Regions from separate parts of the Bicyclus anynana genome. Here region 1 is linked to region 2. The links are chromatin contacts, called in public Hi-C maps. All regions are on one chromosome and are shown on one strand. Each heading gives the region's core, a stretch centred on a gene start, on an enhancer-like site or on the middle of the called end of the contact. The rest is flanking DNA. Distances are from core to core; before and after follow the strand shown.

Region 1 (4,042 bases), core at 701-3,200, 200 kb after region 2:
CCGGAATGGTTTTCGGCGTTTGAGTCTGTTTGGCATTAGGAAGTAACGGACCTTGTACAGGTAACATTGCATCAGTTTTACTAAGTATCTCGTCTTCAGTTTTTATTGATTTAATTAACTCTTTATTCAGTTCATCATTTGTTGCGGCAATAAACTTCTCAAATGATAATTCAATATCTTTGCAACCTACCATTTCAATTTTAAATCTCCTGAGACAAAAATTAATAGCATATTCAATTCGCACAACATGAACTTTTTGGTTAGTTAGTAGTTTTTGCAATGCAATTACAATTGATTTATCAGGCAGACCTCGCACAATAGCCTTTGTAGAAAAAGTAGGTAAATTAGCTGGCGGTCTTTGTGGTGGATACGGGTATTTTATTTCAAGGAGAGTATACGCTACATGTCCCAATACATTAGATCCTAAATATTCATATTTTCTTTCCTCAGCTTCAGGATTGTAATTTGGAATCAATGAATTCAATGTCCAAGGTTGTAAATAATTGTGGTACTCATAGAATTCACTATCATTCAAAGCCTCTTGCCTATCTAATTCCAACCTAATAATTTCTTCTTCTCCAAGTAAAGGCTCTTCGTCAACTCTTATAATATTTTCTGTTGGCTGAAATATATCGAATATAGGTTGTTGTTTGTAGTACAGAGCTTTCCATTCGCGGATAAAATATTCAGGTATTTCGTCATTTAATAATCTCTTGTAATAAGCATAGATCGTGGCAAAATCAATAATTGCTAGAACCGTATCGTAACATATTTCATAATAATGTTGTCGTTTTCTTTTTACTTTTTCAGAAAACAATTTCTTATGCAGCATATTCTGCCTTTTCTTTTCAAAGTCAATTTCAGCTAGTCCTAAATTGACTTCTTCTTTTACATTATCAAGAAATAGGTTAAATTGTTGCATTCTTTGATCAGAAAACTCTCTTTCTCCCTGAATTCTATTATTTACTAAGTTACGAGCTTGTTGTTTAGTTTCCATAATTTGAGTACACATTTGTTTCTCAAATTGCGACAATTTCATCACTTTCTTTGATAGTTCTGTATCCAATTTAGTTTCTTCTTCAACGATAGAAACATCCCACAATGAAGCACTTATAACATTTCTCATTTGTTTTTGAAATTCTTCTGAATCTGACTTTTTGTGCATTTTAACGTAAAGGTTATCCATATAATTTTTAGCCCATTCAGTATCAATGAGTGTTTTTTGCCTCTCTATTGCTTTTTGTTCTAAATTAAGCAGATCTTCATAGGTGTAATTTTTGAATTCACAGGGATATCTTAATGAAAATTGTTCCATTTCTTTTTTATTTCTTACAGTCTTTTTATACACCTCCCCTTCTGGATGTTGCAACGGAGTTTTAGATTCATCTATCTTTGCTAACATTTTTGAATATTTGTGTCGTACGTAGTCATACGTTTCCTGAATCTCCTTCGCTTTTTTTCTCTGCCATTCAATAAACTTTTTCTGATCTAGTAAAGGTTTTGACAAATCATCTACAAAGGATTCTGTTTTCTCTTCTACCCTATGTACTGTAAATCTATGTGACATTTTATCAACTAAACTCGAAACTTTTTTTCTTTCTTGTTTTATAAAATTAGTACGATCCAGCTTGTCTAAATGAAGAAAGAGTTGATAAAATAGACGAAGTAATGTTGACCCACTCCCTTTTATAATGTTTTGCATATCATCATCTGTTAAGTTTATTTCTATATCACGCAACCATTCTTTCAGCAGTAACCAATTGTTTTTAATATCGACATCTATGTTACTTGACCTTACAAGATAATGTTTTTCATCATTTATCACATGATAGCTTTGTAAAACACAAGATATAATGTACCCGTTTTTCATTTTGTCTCCAAATTCCTCAGCTTTCCAAATCATAGGTCGCTTTAAGCGTTTGGTTAACCACTCCTTTAACATTTCAGCCATTCTTATATTTTATATTTATTAAATTTCACAGCTGATAAATACAATAAGAAGCAGAAAATAAAATGGCAACCATTTTGTATGCCAAATAAATTTATAAATTAAAAAATAGGTATAAAAAATCTATGAATGAAAACGAATCATTCAAATGAGTTTCAATATAAGTTTTGACCTATAGACGAATCTCACGACTCTGACATCGTAAAATTGTACTTATTCAGTAGTATTTAGTTCTTTACTTAGGTAGTGGTAGTAGAGTCTAACAAACCGTCTCATTAGATATAAACAAACTTATCATTGTCTGAAAAGTGCTGTGAATTTGCTTGAAGCAAGTGTTACGTTACGTCGCTCAATAAGTTACTGATCTTGGTTGCTCCCATAGATTTTTACGATTCCGTAGTCCACAAGGAATCCTTATAATTTCACCATTCCCGGCTGTCTGTCATAGGCATGTTATGGGATGGGATGAATTAATTTGAAAATAAAAATTTTGGGGTTCCTTCCCTACATGCAAAGTGAAGATGAATTTTTTATCGTCTATCCTATAGCGTGGTGTATAGTTATCGGTATTTTTGTGCATTAAATCAGAGTTCAAAGTGCTAATTTAATCTACGGAACCCTACAATGCGCGTAGCCTGACACGCACTTGGCCGGTTTTTTTTTTAATCTATGGTTGCTCATTGCTCTCATTCTCATTCACTCACTGATACAAAAAAAATGGCAACTCAGCTCAGCGATCATACATACGTCAATTTGAAATGTCATCACTTATTATGACTTTTTTGTGATGTTTATTTTCGCACGGTCTTTCATTATTTCCTACTTAAATATTACCGTGATCACTCCACGATGAAATGTAATGAATTCGAAAAAAGTGTATGTAACTTTGTGGCATCATAAATAGAAAGCGGTCCCGACTCGCGTCGTAGCGGCGTTTGTTTCATCCGGATCACCTTGTTCACAGAGAACTCGTCGCCACATGAACCTGGATAACTTAGATAAAGCATTACAAGATTTGGGTATGTTGAGTGCAATAACCGAGGCGCGTCGCGAATATTTACTCGAGTCTAGATCTAATTTGGGCGTGATGCGTCTTAACACGCGGTACGTATCGAACGTCACCGTGGGCTACTGTATGAAACGTACGACGAATAAAAACAGACTGTGTCCGTACGTGTTACCCGTTAGACACAGAACTAAAAGTGAAAACTCCGACGCGATGGGGGTCGACGTCAACGACGGAAGCTGTGACTCCAAGTACAACATCCTGGAGCCTTCAACAAGTACTTACTCTGGTGACCTCAAGAGCCCAGCAAAGCGTTGCCAGTCTCTGGAGAACCTCAACCTCTCTTTAGACACACCACCGAAAGCAGAGATCTCGCCCGATATGGATTGTGTATCAACAAGGATTCAAAAATTACACGTCGACGAATGACCCTCACATTAATAAGTATCACAACATAGTTGTACACGTCACTAGTATTACTTTGCAGCCGACAGAATTGTTGAGATTAAAGTAATTAAACAAAAGTTTATTGCAGAATACTCACTATAAATCTATAAGGTATACTGTCAAATATACTCAGAGGCACAATTACCCACCCACTTTAATATTACTTTAATATGACACAAGTATATTAAAAAGCTGTGATAACCCAGTGGATATGACCACTGCCTCCGATTCTGGTGGGTGTGGGTTCGAATCTGGTCCAGGGCATGCACCTCTAACTTTTCAGTTGTGTGCATTTTAAGAAATTAAATATCAGGTGTCTCAAACAGTGAAGGAAAACATTGTGGGGAAACCTGCATACCAGAGTATTTTCTTAATTCTCTGCGTGTGTGTGGGACAGTAAGGTGGACTATTGACCTAAACCCTCTCAATCTGAGAGGAGACTTGAGCTCAGGAGTGAGCCGTATATGGGTTGATAATGATATAAAAGTGGGTGAATAATTGTGCCTCTGAGTATAGTTTAGAACTTCAAGTTTAATTAAATAATGCAGTTATTTGAAGTATTCTGTTGGATTAGAACATCCATCAAAGAAAATACCCAAAAAGCAACTGCAATGATGGATAGATCTGTAATTACTGGCACA
Region 2 (3,708 bases), core at 172-2,671:
TCCATACCCTACTCAAACCCATCAATGCTGCGTTTGGAGAGGGGTCTACTAATGAACGCACCGTGCGATTTTGGTTTAAACGCTTTCGTGATGGAAATTTCGACTTAAAGAATGAGCCACGAGGAAGACCGCCCACACAGGTGAATAACGATGAATTAAGAGAGATAGTGGAAGCCGATCCTAGTCAAACTATCCAGGAATTAGCGGCATGGTTTAACGTTACCTTACCCACAATATTGACTCACTTGCGTCAAATCAATAAAATAAAAAAGTACGAAAAATGGGTGCCTCATGATTTGACTGATCTGCAGAAAGAAACGCGTGTTGAAACTTGTGTTGCCTTGTTGACCGGGTACAGAAATGAAGGAATATTGGATCTAATTGTAACATGTGATGAAAAGTGGATTCTTTATGATAACCGGAAAAGAAAAATGCAATGGCTGACCCCAGGTCAAATGTCACAACAGTGTCCTAAAGCGAAACTTACCAATAAAAAGGTAATGATAACTGTTTGGTCGTCTCAGCATGGTGTTATTCACTATAGTTTTCTCCGATCTGGTCAAGCAATAACGGCAGATGTCTATTGTGCCGAACTGCGAACCATGTTGACAAAACTAGCAGTTAAACAGCCCCGACTCATGAATCGATCTTCACCATTATTGCTCCACGACAACGCGAGACCTCACACAGCACGAGAAACCACTTTAACCCTTCAGGAACTGCAGTTAGAAACTATTCGTCATCCTCCGTATTCACCAGACCTTGCTCCAACGGACTACCATTTTTTTCGTGATTTGGACAATTATCTACGTGACAAGAAGTTTTCTTCCCAGGAGTCAGTACAAAATTCTTTCACACAGTTTGTGCAGTCTAGATCGTCGGAGTTCTATTGCATAAGCATTAATGACCTTCCCATTAGATGGGATCAATGTATAGATAATTATTATCTACAACTATTTTGATTAAATAAATTTGTTAAAAATTAAAAAATAAACAATTTAGATTTTCAGTACAAATCGGCAATTTCATACTATAACCCCTAATATTTTTCAATTAATTGATAAACAGAATTTTGATAACGTACGGCAAAGTTTTGGAAATTTGCAATCGTTAACACAGATGATATAGTATCTACCTTTTTTCGTAGTCTATAAAGGCGAAATATACTTTTATTAATCAAGTAGGTACATAAATAGGCTAAACTTATTATAAAAATAAAATATAAGGAAATATCAATACAACTACAACTACAAAATTAAAATAAATTAAAATTAAAACTAATACCTAAAAAAGTAATATATTCTTTGAGTATATAAACCAAAGAGGATACCTACTGGATGATCCAAAAAAAAATTTCGAAAGGTCAAATTCCAGTGAATTTGGTTAGCCAACGTAGCTCTTTGACATAGCTTGTCATTTTATGATTCTACGTAGCGTAAGTCACTTTATTTTATAAGAATTGTTTTGCCATAATTTTTGATAAATTCTTATTGGAATATGCCGAAATACTATAGATTTAGAGCAACCTCAACCAGTCGAAAGCCCAAACGAAGTAATGATAAAGAAAAAGAAGATGTAGAAAAGTGAGTTCTAACTATTAAATATACCTATACCTACTTAGCCACTCACTATTCAATAAGCTCATGTTCTTGCAGCGCAAACGGAAGGACATCCGATAAAACTACAGGCAACAGTGGCCCCTTAAGTGTGAAAACAAAAATTCGTTAAATTTAACCCCCAACACTTACTTAATTATCATCTGGCGCTTCCCGGCAGTGTTGCCAGTTGGGTCTTGTGAAAAGTTACCCGAAATATTAAAAAAGTAACCTTTTCACTAACTACTCTTGCTTTTTGCGTTCCACAGCATGGCTAAACCGCCATTTCAGCCTCTGGGGGCTAAAATAATTTTGTTTTTTTGTTTATTAACTGTCTGTTACGAATATTAGCCAAGTACTAAATTACTATAAACTGAAGGACATTTTACTCGTAAATAGAATCATCTTAAGTAATTCCTCATGGGATAAGAAAAATACAAATAAAGAGCAAGAATTAAAAAAAAATGACGTTAATTTCTTAAATTCATACTTGATTTTTTTAAGAAATTCAATGTGACTGCAAGTTGCAACTTACTTATTTCGCAACGTCAATTGTAACGTCTTCATTTATAGTGAGATTGACACAGAAACATCGATGATTTCTTGAGCATTTGTCCGCATTTCTTGATTTAACGACCGTTCTGTTTTAGATATACGAAATTGTAAGTAAATTTTAAAAATTCCTAAATATCACGTAAAAGTAACCTTTTTATTAATGTAACCTTAAAGTTACCAATGCAGTCAAAAAATCACCTAAAAGGTTACAAAAGTAACCTTCTGGCAACACTGCTTCCCGGAGAAAATAAAACATTTAAAAAAACTGCTAGAGATTTCCGAGATTTGTCGCTCGTCTATCGTCAAATAACTTTGATACACGGCCCCTCTAAAGCAATTTATTAAAGAAAATGTGTTAAAAACTACAAAATCATCGTATTTCAGAGATAAAGATAAACAAGGCAGTTGGCCGGAGTTAACCCTCGCTTGCACGCCAGCGCCCTCGTGGTACTTGCGGCGAACTTCGTGGAGGGAAAGCCCCCGTCTGATGGGACTGCCGCGCCAACTAGCGTCGATGCTCCGAACTTCGTTGCAACTGAACAGGCGCGCTATGTTCGTCTTTAAAATGTAAAAAGCATAGACATCTAAATCACAAGTCAATATGGCGTGTTGCATTTTAATTATTATTATTAGAGACCAGTGTCGCCGACAGAGTAGCGCTATTGTATAATACATAATGATTTAATAATTTATTACTACATAGTGTGAGCCTTTAAGTCGTCACTATGTCTCTCTGTCTATCTAGTCTAGAGAGAAAAAGACGAACTTAAAACTCCTCTCTAGTTATATGAACATAGTTGTAAAATAGCGGTAGCTGGATTTAAAGTGTAGAGTAAGGAAAATTTACGCAGTGTGCGATTTTCTTGTATTTTTGTCTTTATAATAGCTAGCCACTCACCATCCGATATGCCCACATGCCTGCAGCGCTAACGGCTTGATGTCCGATACAACTGATCGTGTGTTGGTCGCTGGTCGCGATCGGCATGACGTCATGCACATCGGGACCAATACACGTTACAACCATATGCACACAACTGTCACCCATACACGCCATTTCTATTGGCTTATGATTGAGATTTCTGTTACCATGAGAGAATTCTGTACTTAATAAACATGCAGATGTGAGTTTGAAGTAAGCGTAATTTTCAAGCTAACAAACGGTTAATTTCGTGACTATCACAAAAATATCAAGTTTAAGACAATAAAGCATAATAATATTAGAACTGTTAAAATTCAGGATATTCATTATTTTTTTAAAAATACTAGTTTTTTCTAGTAAAGTACCTAGACGTTTGTTTTGTGTTTCGTCTATGTTAATTATAATGTTTATGTAGAAAAAATTATATTGTGTGATTTATTTTCGTGTTAGTAAGTAAATAATTCAATCCCCTAAAATATAAGAAAACTATTTTGGAACTAAATAAAATATATGCCTAAATGCGAAATATCTTTTATTCAGAAAGAAAAAATCAGTGGCAGTCCACTCACCACCATCCAACCAAATGACAATCATTCTCAGACCTTACTTATGGACTACTCGTAATCGCATCCAAATGCA

Evidence for each region. A called contact is a pair of places that touch in the nucleus more often than the background predicts.
Region 1: a contact with region 2 is called in a Hi-C map of whole larva, with 4 times the contacts expected there. The contact joins the promoter of LOC112045552 here to the promoter of LOC112045543 in region 2. A contact is called at or near these places in 2 of 2 Hi-C or Micro-C datasets (whole body and whole larva).

What each region holds. Positions count from the first base shown.
Region 1 is chr19:11,922,950-11,926,991 of ilBicAnyn1.1, forward strand. LOC112045552 (sperm flagellar protein 2-like) reads right to left here and starts at 1,951. Exons shown (of 2, transcript XM_024081780.2): 1 at 1-1,951. The coding sequence starts at 1,951.
Region 2 is chr19:11,718,949-11,722,656 of ilBicAnyn1.1, forward strand. It overlaps LOC112045543, which reads left to right and starts at 1,422. Exons shown (of 2, transcript XM_024081769.2): 1 at 1,422-1,583; 2 at 2,535-3,595. The coding sequence starts at 1,498. The coding sequence ends at 2,721.